Regions from separate parts of the Arabidopsis thaliana genome. Here region 1 is linked to region 2. A link is a contact called in public ChIA-PET data. All regions are on one chromosome and are shown on one strand. Each heading gives the region's core, a stretch centred on a gene start, on an enhancer-like site or on the middle of the called end of the contact. The rest is flanking DNA. Distances are from core to core; before and after follow the strand shown. Region 1 holds the start of AT4G23820 (Pectin lyase-like superfamily protein). Region 2 holds the start of AT4G23740 (Leucine-rich repeat protein kinase family protein).

Region 1 (6,652 bases), core at 2,472-4,971, 34 kb after region 2:
AAACTCATGTACGGAAAAACATTGCTTTCAATCCCTTTGATATAGTCAACACATATTCGACATTTTCACACTTAAAATAAACTTATTATCCTTCAACTTTAACTCTTTCCTCACTAATTCAAATTATTGAGGTACATAAATAGATATACGCATTAAATAGCCTAACTTTAGTTTCTTATCTACAAAACCAATGGAGGGAAAATTATAAATAAATAAATTAATTATCTTATGTTATCAAAAAAAAAAAAAAGAATAGATTTCGTGTTATTTTAACAAATATCATGTTAATTTATCTAATCTCATGTTATTCCATATACTGTAATATCAATGCTATTTATTTAGACAAGTGATAAGACGTGCTGTCCTCTGAATAATTTGGCAATGTTACATGGCCTTCTTTTGTCAAATTATTACTCGAGCCTTTGTAGTATCGAGCCCAACTGTCTTTAGAGCCGGTATATGTCCAGTATACCATCAATCTTACTGTTATAAATCCAACTTCTTTTTTCCCAGAAACTTGAGCATTCACAAAAAAAGACTTGCTTATTTTGTTAAACTTTCTTCATTTTTCAAATTACAATTCATTACATAATTTTTTTAAAACATACAAAGTACAAACATATATATAAATGGAGGAACTGCAAACTGGAGATAAATTATTTCAAAAAAAAATTGAACCAAAGAGGTAAGAACTTGCTCAGAAGTTTTTAGAATGTGGAAGAACACAAATTAGACCCGCCGGTAGTTCTCAGCTCCGAACACGGCCAAGGACTAACCTTTAGTGAAGTTCCACTGACATCCGAACACTTCCACGTCTTATACGAATTCAAGCTTCCATGTAGATTAATCTCACTCAAACATATACCCGTAAATGGTGAGCCCTTAAGACCTTGAATAGAGCCAGCGTTTCGAACGTTAACTCCCCAAACGTTCTTGATATGTATTCCCTTAACAACTGGAAGAGCGTTCGGGTTATAATTCTCGTCCGGATGATCTCCCGTGTCGCCGGCGATCTTGATCCCATACTTTGCGGTGTCTACATAGACGTCTGATATTTTGATGTTTTTAATGTATCCTCCACGACCAATGTTTGTCTTGATGTTGACTCCAACTCCCATATTGGAGAGAGTGATATGTTCTGCTATAATGTTCTTGATTCCTCCTGATGTTTCGCTTCCTATTGCGATACCTGCGAACGGGGAAGATCCTGTGATGCGGCGGATTGTTATGTTTGAGCTTGGACGGCCATAGGCGATTCCGTACTGGTCCCAACCGCTTTTGATGGCCACTAGGTCGTCTCCTGTTGAGATGTAGGAGTCTTCTATGCAGACGTTGTAGCTGGAATCTATCAACAAATTCATTTTGTTCAGATGTTAATAAACAGCTTTGATTATTATGCACACAAAAACATTTCCAAGTTCATATCTAGACATGTTTGATCACAGCAACCAATCTAGTAGTCTACTGTGGATTGGAAAAAGAGTTAAGAGTAAGATGAACCTGGATCGATTCCATCGGTGTTGGGAGAATCTTGTGGAGCTAAGATCGTAACGTGATGGATGACAACGTTGCTGCCACGGATCAAAACAAGTAACAAAGTCAATACCATAAGAAGAGGAAGATATATTATATCTACGTTTGGGAGATCTAAAGGGTATTAACTAGTGTTATATACCTGCAATACACAGGATGAATGTTCCAGAAAGGTGAATTTTGGAAAATAACATTGGAGATTATGATCTCCTTAGAGTCCTTGAACTCGATTAAGTTCGGTCTTGTGTACTTTAGCGTTCTACTACGCCACATGTTCCACCACACTTCTCCTTGACCGTCTATTGTCCCATTTTGTCCTGTGTACATAGTGTTGCAATTTAATGTCAAAACAGTGCTGCAACAAGAAGAATATTTCTTGTAACAAAATATCTATTTTGAACTGTATCATCTAAGCCATATAGATATGACTGAAATATAAGATGGTCGAAACTAACCAGTGATGACTACATCACGAAGCCCATCACCATGAATAAAGCTCATATACCGTCCCCCTGGTAACTCTCTCCCTCTTCCATAAGACGGCAAAGGATCAATCAATGGCCAATTCCAGGTATCCTGAAGTCAACACACAACAAAAGCCAAAAGGTCACAAAACAATTCACAAGATTCCCACTCTGCATTAATCACCCAAATTTCAACGAAGTGGCCTTGTCCTCATTTCTGTCTCAGGACAAATGAAATGGTCCTGACTTATTAATGTTTACAAGCTCAAAATCGGTCATAAGGTGCACACACACACACACATTGATATGCACTACAATGACAAGTTTTGTGTTTTTTCTTCACTCACATGAAGACAAACCAAGCAGAAAATTAAATCTGAGTATTTAACATAGATGGCAGCATCCTACTTCATTGATCTGAGATACTCACTAAAGGATTATGAAACCCATAACTGTCCAGAGTCCCATAAAACCCATAACTATCCACAGTCCCAACTATAGAAAACACTCTAACCAAGATTTAATCTACTTTAGTCACTTAGATATTTTCTTTAATATATCACATACACTAGTAGAGAATATAATAACCAAATTTTGACAAAAATTGGATAACGCGAAGACAAAATTTGCCAGCTATCTTCGGGTCAGCTATTGAAACATAGACATAAAAGCAGTACACCACATGCATACAATAACATTTTATCCCCGACGGTCCCATGATGCTTTGGAGCTTGGACCTACCAATACCAAATTCCATACCCATAGTTATTACTACTTATCAATTATTATACGTGCATGGTTCCCCAAATCTTCTTTCTTCTTTCAAAATAAAAACTTGATCAAAAAGATGACATTTTGAGAATTCACTCCAATTCAGATCCAATCAAATAGGCAAAAAAAAAAATGCAATTCTATTTTTAGAATACTATACTTTATAAAAATAATAACTATAGTCAAAAAAATTTGAAATGTAATCACTCACAGTATTTGACAGTTAATCATCAAACTCATTTCCAGAGAGTAGATATAGACCACTCACCAAGAAAGATTAGTAACCATTAATTCATTAATAACATTTGACTAATGAGCTAATTTCAATTTCAAATCAGCAACTAACGAATTCGTCACTCATTACTCATTTCAAATCATCTCATACCAATCCAATTTCATAATTCAAAATTCACAGTGATAAACCAGAAAATTTGAAATTTTACCTGAACAGCTCTAATCACAGCACCTTTAGCTAAGTAAAGAGTCATATGGCTAGTGAGATTGAAGCTCTCCGTCAAATACACTCCCGGAGGTATATACAAAAGCGTGCCTCCTCTCCTCTTCAGATGCTGAATCCGATAAATCGCCGCCCTAAACGCCTTAGTATTCACCGTTCGACCATCTCCAACGCCTCCAAAGTCGGTTATCGAGATCTTATCGTACCGGTACCGTAACGGAACTATACCGGAACACGTCGCCTCCGAATCGCCCAACGAAGACGAAGAAACGAAGAGACATGAGAAGAGGAAAATTGACACAGAGAGTCTCCACATTTTCGATGAAGAGAGGTTTATTTAGGATGAGAGTAAAATCTGCAGAATTGGAGCTAAGATTAGTATGATATAGTCGACACTCGACAACGTTCAATAGAAGAAGGCACGTGCTGATACACGTGAATCAACGGGCCATATAAGCTAGAAACGTTTGGGCTTTAGTGGCCCAATAAGGATGAACAACTTTTTGTTTTTTGTTTTTGGCGGATTTTTTTAATTCTTTGATTTTCTATTTTATTTAGGGTTTTTATTCTTATTATATAAAGGTTGGATCGGTTTGTGAAATTTGGAGCTAAGATCAGAGATTTCAGCGATTTGGAGATTGGAGATGGAGAGTCCTTTGGTGCGTCTATGCTTAAAGGAAGCTTGTAAGAGCGGAGATGCGGTGGAACGATGGCGACTTCAGCGGCGTAGTCTTGAGAGTCTGCCTCCTCACCTTGCTGATGCTCTCCTCCGTCGCCTCCTCAAAAAGCGGCTTCTTTTCCCTTCGTTACTCGAGTAAACTCTTCACTTCCTTACATAGTTCTGATCGTTTCTAATATGAATCTGATTTCTGATCTCGAAATGCTGAGCTATATATATATATATATGCTTCGATTTGAGATATTGAGTGATCGCTTGGGATCTTAGTTTTTAAATTTGATTAGAATTTTTTTTTTTTCTGTATTCATGTTGAAATAATTATTCCTGAAGTGTTTAGCTGTAGAATTGTGTTGGTCTTGGTACATCGTTGCGGAAAATGCAATGATTGCATGGACACTGAACTATTGTATCTGTATCACACAACTAAACAAGACTCTTTTCTGTGCAGAGGATTCAAATATTCTGTAGAGAATATAGATCTCCGAGGCAAAAGCTCAGTTAACGCAGAATGGATGGCTTACATTGGAGGCTTCGTTAATCTAATTACTCTAAATCTTTCAGATTGCCAGAGAATCAACAGTTCCACCCTCTGGCCTATCACAGGTATGTTGAGTGATATACTCCGAGTTTTGGAATGGAAGTTTAAGAGAAATTTAAGTGTTTAATATGTGATATTGGATTTTCAGGATTAACAAGTTTGACAGAGTTGGACCTTTCAAGATGTTTCAAGGTTACGGATGCTGGTATGAAGCACCTCCAATCTGTTGTAAATCTGAAAAAGTTGTGGATTTCACAGACAGGTGTCACTGAAGTTGGAATTTCTCTTCTTGCTTCACTTAAAAAATTGTCTCTTTTGGATTTGGGCGGCTTACCTGTAACTGATCAGAACTTGATTTCTCTCCAGGTATTACCTGTGCTCTTTCTTTATTGTAGTCATTAGGGTTGTTTTAATTGCATGATGTATGTTATTGAACTGTGTAGTTCAATAGTTATCATCTATCTATCTAGTTAAATTTGTTAGAGAGCTCTGCTAAAATTGTAAAGTTCTAGGTACTACTACTATGTTGAGTATAGAGTATAATGTGCACAGAAACTATTTAGTCTTCAGGATTCTAAAATTCAAATATCATTTCCTGGTTATTAAACCCATTAATCCCTACAAATGAAGTTCAAGTGTATGTTCAATATAGTTTCTTGCGTGAAGATGTTTGTATGCCCGAATTCACTTATTAAAAACATGCCTATTTTTATTTTATTTTTGTCACTGAAAAACATGCCTATTTGTAATAACATTTAATATGTAGACGATCAATCTTTTTTTAGTTTTTCTGACCGCCATTTTCTTTATTGCTGCTCAGGCACTGACAAAGCTAGAGTACCTTGACATCTGGGGAAGCAACGTAACCAACCAAGGAGCTGTCAGTATTCTCAAATTTTCTAACTTGAGCTTCCTAAACCTCTCGTGGACAAGCATCACACAGACTCCAAACATTCCGCACCTTGAATGCTTACACATGAACACGTGCACCATTGTCTCCGAACCAAAAACTCATAGCTCATTAGCTTCCTTGAAAAAGCTAGTTTTATCGGGAGCTAATTTCAGTGCCGAGACAGAGTCCTTGTCCTTTACCAACAAAAGCTGTATAACCTACTTAGACGTTTCCAAGACTTCCCTCAAAAACTTCAGCTTCTTAGAAACTATGTTTAACCTAGAACATCTTGATCTGAGCTCCACAGCTTTCGGGGATGATTCTGTTGGGTTTGTAGCATGTGTTGGTGAGAATCTAAAGAATCTTAATGTCTCGGATACACAAATCACTCCTTCTGGGGTCGGGAATCTTGCTGGACATGTGCCACAACTTGAGACATTATCTATGTCCCAGACATTTGTCGACGATCTTTCCATCTTGCTTATCAGCACCACGATGCCTTGCATTAAAGCCCTTGACTTGGGCATGAACAGCACCCTAGGTATGTATGAGCCTTCTAAGATCTAACGAGTGATTATTAACCCTATCATAACCCTACGACTCTATTTTTTTCAGGATTCTACTATCTAATATCTCCACAAGAAGAAAAAGAGAAGTCACTAGCAGCACTACAATCTCTAACTTCCCTTGAAACCCTGAGTCTAGAACATCCGTACCTGGGTGACAAAGCTCTTTCCGGTCTAAGTAGCCTTACTGGATTAACACATTTGTCCCTAACAAGCACATCCCTCACAGATTCCACACTCCACCATCTCTCCTCTCTTCCAAACCTAGTCAGTCTCGGAGTCCGAGATGGAGTTTTGACCAGCAATGGTCTTGAGAAGTTTAGACCACCTAACAGGCTAAGAACACTCGACCTCCAAGGTTGTTGGCTTTTAACCAAAGATGATATTGCTGGTCTCTGCAAAAGGTACCCTCACATCAAGGTGAGGCATGAGCATGCTGACTCTTCTTCTCTCGACCAGAATCAACTTCTTCCTCGGTCATCTACTCCACAGAGTTTTGGAAAGGTAGCAAGGAGGAACAACCAGAGGCCGGAGAGTTCTGTTGCTGTTCCCAGGAGTTTTTTAGGTACGCCCTTTTCTCACTAACGTGCTTTATTATAACAATTCTTGATAAGGAAGAAGAAGGGCTCAAAGTTTAAATGTGTGATATGTGGGTACAGATCAGAGGGTGAAGTACAATAGGGAAGAGTTGGTTGCTCTACAAAATTCGCCTTTATCACAATTGCTGCCATGGGAAGAACTTGTCAGTGTAC
Region 2 (6,889 bases), core at 3,585-6,084:
AAGAACGCTACATTACACATAAGTAGGTATCGTCCCTTTAACAACTCGTAAAAAGGGGACATCTACAAGACTACTAGCTAGTAAAAACTGAGAAAATAAGCTATATTTGATCATGAAACAAAGTGCCATGCAAGTACTAATGTTTGGGCTAAACTTATTAGATCATGGAAACAAGTCCCACCAGACCACTTAGACATGATAAATTGATAAGCTTTTCTTACTCTACCCGATGAATCTTGTTCTTGTCTTACATAAATTTACCAAAGGTTTCTTATACTCGTAAACTTTATACATTAATTTTTTGGTATAGAGTGAAAGTTAAAACACCGACACGGTATGGTATAAACCAATAATACGAATGTTTTATATAATCATGTTTGAGAAACGCTTATCTTCTTTTTATTAAGTTCAATAACTTTAAATATATAGTCGCTGTCTCTTTTGGATTATTTGCTTGCGCAGACTTCTTTGTTTGATTATTCTCTCTGTTGAAACACCTTTTCGTTTAGTGATTATTCTTTTAATGTGTACTAGTATAGTAGTATGCATGTTATTCATCTGCTGAATATATCGAAAAGGTTAAAGAAACAGTTGACACAATTATCGACTACAATAAGACTTGCGACCAAGTTTATAATAAAATTATAAAATGAATTTAATTAGTAATTAACGATAATTTTAGTAGTTAATTAATTTTCCCTCCAAATATGAACAGGTAGTTAATTCCGTTAATCATGGTGGCATGTCAAGATCTAACCCATCCCCACACCTTTCATCACAACCAGCTGTCCTCCTGCCATCATCTTATTTGTTCTTTGGCTTTTTCTTCTTTTTTTTTTTTTTTTTTTGCAACTAGATTTATCATTTTTCAATTTTATTAAGCCAGCCAATAAGATTGAAGAAAAAAAAACTTAACCACTGAAAATAAATTAAAAAGAATTCGACACTGTTTTTTGACAAACAAAACTTGATATTTACGGTTAAATTCATAACGTCAAGTGAATATTTGATCATTTTTGAGACGAAAATAGATATTTAGGTTTAGTAGTTCCAAACGCAAGTTTTATTATGGGATTATTTCATGGCGTTATAGAGTTTGGTGACTTTGGTCTTTAATATTAACCTAATGAATTTCAGAAAATATTTATCTAACAACTTGATAGATTACGGAGTGAGGAATTAATCAAGTAAACAATTACATATTAAAATACCATTTGCAGTCTTTTATTAAAACCTGTTGAATCTTTAGCAACTTTTCTACATATTGCCCAATTTTTCTGACTTGTGTCTTTTTAAATATCTCTTCCGTGTCAAAAATAGTTTGTGTGTTCTTGATTATACGTAAATTCATCTGGGCATCTCTTAATTTTTTCTAATCGTTAACCTTAATTACAACCTCACGATCTGTCTTAATCGTGTCTTAATCGTGTTTTTACTTTATCCTCTTTTTATTGCAACATTAGAGAGTTTTGTGTGTTGCAGCTTTATCGGTGTGTAAGAAAAAGACTTATAAGCAAGCAGTTGAAGTGGTGGTTGAGGTTTCGGTTTCATTTCCACGAGATCTCTTTGGCTTTCTTGTTGAGATCTTTCCACAAGAAAGTTTAGTTGTTTTCTTCTTCCTGTGATTTCTTCGCCTAATTTTTTCTGGATTTAAAAACACGAGAAGTCAAGGTGAAATATTATCGAAGTCTCTGAATCTGTTTTTGAATGGAACCATCATCTGGAACCGGTCCTGAGAAGAGACCAACCGTTGACTTGGTCAAGGATAGAAATGGAACGGATCAGATTCTTCTTCAGAATCCTAGAGGCGCCTCTGTAAAGGTTATAGCTTTTGTATTTATTCTTGTTTCATTTTGGTTCTCCTATGTTATTGGTTGTGTTTACGAAAGTAGAATCATTCTTCGATGCAAGATTCAGGATTATAGGATAAGATGTTGACTTTTAAGATATGCCCACTAACTGTTCGATGTTATGCCTCTTCCAAACTCTTGATACATTTAAATTGGTCCAAAAGGTCTTATTTTGGGGGAAAATTGTGTATTTGGTTCTTAGTATCAGAGTGTTTATAAGCGTGTTTGATTGCTCTGTTTCTACTGGTTATTTGGGTTCTGATTCTTGAAAGTTGAAGGCCTAGTTCGTAGTTGTGGCTTTAAACTCTCTTAACAAGACAAATCTGATAGCTTTAGATATAGTTTTGATGTTGTTGGCCATGGAAACTTTGGCTTTTATGATTCATGGACCACATTCATAAGCATTTCCATTTCGCTTATTGAACTGACGGTTTGTTTATGATTCAGATTAGTTTACATGGAGGACAAGTTCTTTCATGGAAGACTGACAAGGGTGATGAATTGTTATTCAACAGCACCAAGGTAAAGAACTCGCCTTTTTCAACATTCTACGCAACTTTGTATCATATTTACTGAACTACATGCTCTTGTTTCAGGCCAACTTGAAGCCTCCCCATCCGGTACGAGGAGGAATCCCTATATGCTTTCCTCAGGTATATAGACTTTTGAAAAGTAACATGTAATATTGGACATGAATAATCTTGGTTTTGATCACATTTCTTTATATTTTTTTTATTCATAAGTTTGGAACTCGGGGATCACTTGAGCAACACGGGTTTGCAAGAAACAAGATGTGGCTTGTAGAAAACAATCCACCTGCTTTACCTTCATTTGACTCAACTGGAAAAGCCTATGTTGATTTGGTGCTTAAGTCATCTGATGAAGATACGATGAGGATCTGGCCTTACAGGTAGGTTGCAAACCCGATCAAATGATTTTATTTTGATTCCTCGATATGATCTGATTCTTTTCATTTCAGCATGATTAAATTGCTATTGCTCTTGTTTCAGCTTTGAGTTTCATCTGAGAGTCTCATTGGCATTAGATGGGAACCTAACACTGATATCACGAGTCAGAAACATCAATTCAAAGCCTTTTAGCTTTTCCATTGCTTACCACACTTACTTCTCCATTTCCGATATTAGGTGAAACACCGAATTTAGCCTCTACTAGTCTCTGCTGTCACATAATATAACGTAGAACTCAATACATTCTCTTTTCTTTTGGTATTTATCAGTGAAGTTAGACTTGAAGGGCTGGAAACTCTTGACTATCTTGATAATATGCATGATAGAGAGCGGTTCACAGAGCAAGGCGATGCATTAACCTTTGAATCAGAGATCGATAGAGTGTACCTAAATTCTAAAGACGTGGTTGCCATTTTCGACCATGAGAGAAAACGCACATTCCTCATCAAGAAAGAAGGTCTACCTGATGTCGGTAAGATCCAAATACCGAAAACCTTAACCGCCCTTTTTACCAAGAATCCAGTTTTTAACAGTATTAGATTCTCGGTTTGTTGCAGTGGTATGGAATCCATGGGAGAAGAAAGCGAGAGCATTGACGGATTTGGGAGATGATGAGTATAGACACATGTTGTGTGTGGATGGAGCAGCCATTGAGAAACCCATCACCTTGAAACCGGGTGAAGAATGGACCGGGAAATTACATCTCTCGCTTGTTCTTTCCACCTAAAACCCGGTACCGGTTATCACAAACTCTGTGTCTTTCATTATCTTGTCTTGTGGGCTATTTTTTTTGTTTTAGTCTATAGAACATCACAGTGTGTGTGATTCGTCGGTATCAAAAATCCGAAATATTAAAAGGAAACCTGAGATTTGAAAAGGTCACCCATTTTTAGGAAGTGACTAGATCTCCTGGTTTTGTGCGAGATTTAACTTGTGTATGAAGACAATGTTATATACTATATTGAAGTTTGTACTTATTTGATGAAATCTTCAATAATACTAGATTTTAACCCGCGGTATATCGCGGGGACAATTTATTTTTTTAAGTTAGTATATATAAAAGTTTACAAATTATATCTATCTATAAAATATTTTTATTTTATAGTTTACAATTGTTATTAAGTAACGTCCTATCAAATCCGTCCCGCCAACCTGTCCCGTAAAAAAAACTCATTGATCTCATTTATGATATGTTTATGAATCATTGTTTAAATATTTTGTAATTTTGTAGTAATTAAATGCTATCAAATATTTGTGCGGTTTGATGATTATAATCGAATTGTTATAGTCATGTAGAAAAACAATATCAAAAATAATAATTTTGTAGTAATTCAATGATATTAAATATATTGGAAGTTTTATTTTAGTAACTAATCGTGTAGTTAATGTAGAGAGATTTCGGGAAGATTTTCAAATATTTAATTCAAAAATTTTATTTTTAATTATCAAAACAAACATTAAAATCCAGTGGCAGCTATTGTAAATAAATCTCAACTACAAAATTTATTTCACAAAATGGCTGCAAAAATGTATATGTAGATTTAAAGCTTTCTTGTTCTCATGGTTGACAATTCTTGAATAAACCATTTCTGAGACCATAAGCTAATTTTTTTGGGTACATATTTCAAGTATAGGAACAAAACTATAGTATAAAATAATCTTTATAGATTCAAATGCTTTAATGGCCTTATACTCATTGCCTCTCAATGTGGTAAGATGGTGTAAAATCATCATAATAATCATGAAAGATTTGAAAATTATTGGTCTATTATGATGCACTATAAATTCTATAATTGCGTCGGTCAAATATTTAATACACCGAAGAAATAGTAATATTATAAAAAGAGAATATTTATTGATGCCAAAAAGAAACCAAGAATTTTATTAAAATGGTAGAAGTCGATATGCTTTAAATGCCTTGAGCTTCATTATGACAAGTACTACAAAACAAAAAAAAACGTATTTGCCTAATACATTTGGTAAGTTAAATAATTTCCTTCTTAACATAATTAATTACTATATCGTTCTTTTTGTTAGCGTTGACCAATTAAACAACCGGTTATGTATATCTCGGTTCAGAAAACTTAACCGGTTTAACAAATAGCTAATGTTCCGATTAATTTACATTACTTCAGAACGAATCGAACTTTGTAAAACGAAGATCGATTACAAATTGAAAGATACAGCCTTAATTTGGCATTAAAAAGTTCAATGGTCCCCGGTTCGGTATTAAATAACCGGGTACGTACAGACTCACCGGTCACCAACCTGTAAACCGTATAAAGAAACAATAGAGTCGCATCAGTATCTTCCCTCGTCACTTTCACCCACTTTAATATGCCAAAAAATAAGAACAAAATTATATCCGTTGCTTGAAAATCACAAGCTCTTCTTAACTTCACAAGTGCTTCAATGGCGGTTCTTCACATTATCTTCACTGCGTAATTGAAGAAGTTGTTCTCTCTTCCTCTTAATTTCGAGTTGTGTTCTTAAAAAACTCCAGAGCTGATTCGATTCTCGAGAAGAAACTAAGCCGACAATAAAGTTCAGATCTGGAAAAAAGCGAGGTTACCAATTCTTTATTTTTAATAAATTTAATCTCGTAGTAGAGTTAGGGTTCTACTTTTCGACAATTTTAATTACCAGAAATTCTAGGGTTTATGTGAGTTTAAATTAAAGCTTCGTCATTTTCGAAGCTTAAAGTTACTCACTTTTTATGTCTCCCACTCCTGTTGTATTTTAAAATCTCCAGTGGTCACATAGAACAACTTCAAGATTCCACTTTTGCTTTTATAATCAGCAGTCTTCTAGAAATCTGTAATCTTTTCGCTTTTTTGGTACCTTTTATTTTAAATTAAAGTTCACAAATTTTCACCATTTATATGTCCATCATCATCATCACCACAATCAAATTGAGCTAAATTGGTTTTTGATTGTTGTTTTTCTCCAGCTCCAGATTACAAAAAGAAACAGCTCGTTTTTTTCACTTTCAAAAAAATGGAAGCTTTGAGGATTTATCTATGGAGTCTCTGTCTCTCTCTGTGTTTGATTATCTATGGAGCAAACTCAGATCCATTAGAAGACAAACGCGCATTGCTTGAGTTTCTTACCATTATGCAACCAACTCGTTCACTCAACTGGAACGAGACTTCTCAAGTCTGCAACATCTGGACCGGAGTTACTTGTAATCAAGACGGATCTCGAATCATAGCCGTTAGATTACCAGGCGTTGGACTCAATGGTCAGATTCCTCCAAACACTATAAGCAGACTCTCAGCTCTCAGAGTTCTTAGTCTCAGATCCAATCTAATCTCCGGCGAGTTTCCTAAGGATTTTGTTGAGTTGAAAGATTTGGCCTTTCTTTATCTTCAGGATAACAACTTGTCTGGTCCTTTGCCATTGGATTTCTCTGTTTGGAAGAATCTCACTAGTGTTAATCTCTCAAACAACGGGTTCAACGGGACAATCCCGAGTTCGTTGTCTCGTCTTAAGCGGATTCAGTCGTTAAATCTTGCTAACAATACGCTTTCTGGTGATATTCCTGATCTGAGTGTGCTCTCTAGTCTGCAGCACATTGACTTGTCCAACAATTATGATCTTGCTGGACCGATACCAGATTGGCTTCGAAGGTTCCCGTTCTCGTCTTATACAGGCATTGATATTATTCCTCCTGGTGGTAACTACACCCTCGTTACGCCGCCACCACCTAGCGAGCAGACTCATCAGAAACCGTCGAAAGCTCGCTTCTTGGGACTATCCGAGACGGTGTTCTTGTTGATTGTTATTGCTGTTTCCATTGTGGTGATTACGGCTTTGGCGTTTGTGTTGACTGTTTGTTACGTAAGAAGGAAGTTAAGACGCGGTGATGGGGTCATTTCGGATAATAAGTTGCAGAAGAAAGGTGGGATGTCTCCTGAGAAATTTGTTTCTCGGATGGAAGATGTGAACAACCGGTTATCGTTCTTTGAAGGATGTAACTACTCTTTTGATCTTGAGGATCTATTGAGAGCTTCTGCTGAGGTTCTTGGTAAAGGCACGTTTGGCACGACGTACAAAGCAGTTCTTGAAGAT

The links. ChIA-PET counts read pairs in DNA pulled down with a chosen protein or histone mark.
Region 1: an H3K4me3 ChIA-PET map of shoot shows a contact between it and region 2, with 16 read pairs. The contact joins the promoter of AT4G23820 here to the promoter of AT4G23740 in region 2. A contact is called at or near these places in 11 of 26 Hi-C or Micro-C datasets (callus, cotyledon, leaf and 4 more), 1 of 2 datasets of contacts at active chromatin or transcription factors (shoot) and 1 of 3 other capture datasets (seedling).

What each region holds. Positions count from the first base shown.
Region 1 is chr4:12,396,510-12,403,161 of TAIR10.1, forward strand. AT4G23820 (Pectin lyase-like superfamily protein) reads right to left here and starts at 3,722. Exons shown (of 5, transcript NM_118513.3): 1 at 3,212-3,722; 2 at 1,989-2,109; 3 at 1,676-1,850; 4 at 1,501-1,571; 5 at 529-1,345. The coding sequence starts at 3,541. The coding sequence ends at 708. AT4G23840 (Leucine-rich repeat (LRR) family protein) reads left to right here and starts at 3,668. Exons shown (of 6, transcript NM_118515.4): 1 at 3,668-4,039; 2 at 4,353-4,507; 3 at 4,591-4,808; 4 at 5,263-5,875; 5 at 5,950-6,465; 6 at 6,560-6,652. The coding sequence starts at 3,870.
Region 2 is chr4:12,361,248-12,368,136 of TAIR10.1, forward strand. It overlaps AT4G23740 (Leucine-rich repeat protein kinase family protein), which reads left to right and starts at 4,835. Exons shown (of 4, transcript NM_118505.5): 1 at 4,835-5,385; 2 at 5,769-6,889. The coding sequence starts at 5,816. AT4G23730 (Galactose mutarotase-like superfamily protein) reads left to right here and starts at 919. Exons shown (of 7, transcript NM_118504.4): 1 at 919-1,821; 2 at 2,298-2,372; 3 at 2,447-2,503; 4 at 2,594-2,760; 5 at 2,861-2,995; 6 at 3,088-3,290; 7 at 3,376-3,956. The coding sequence starts at 1,708. The coding sequence ends at 3,545.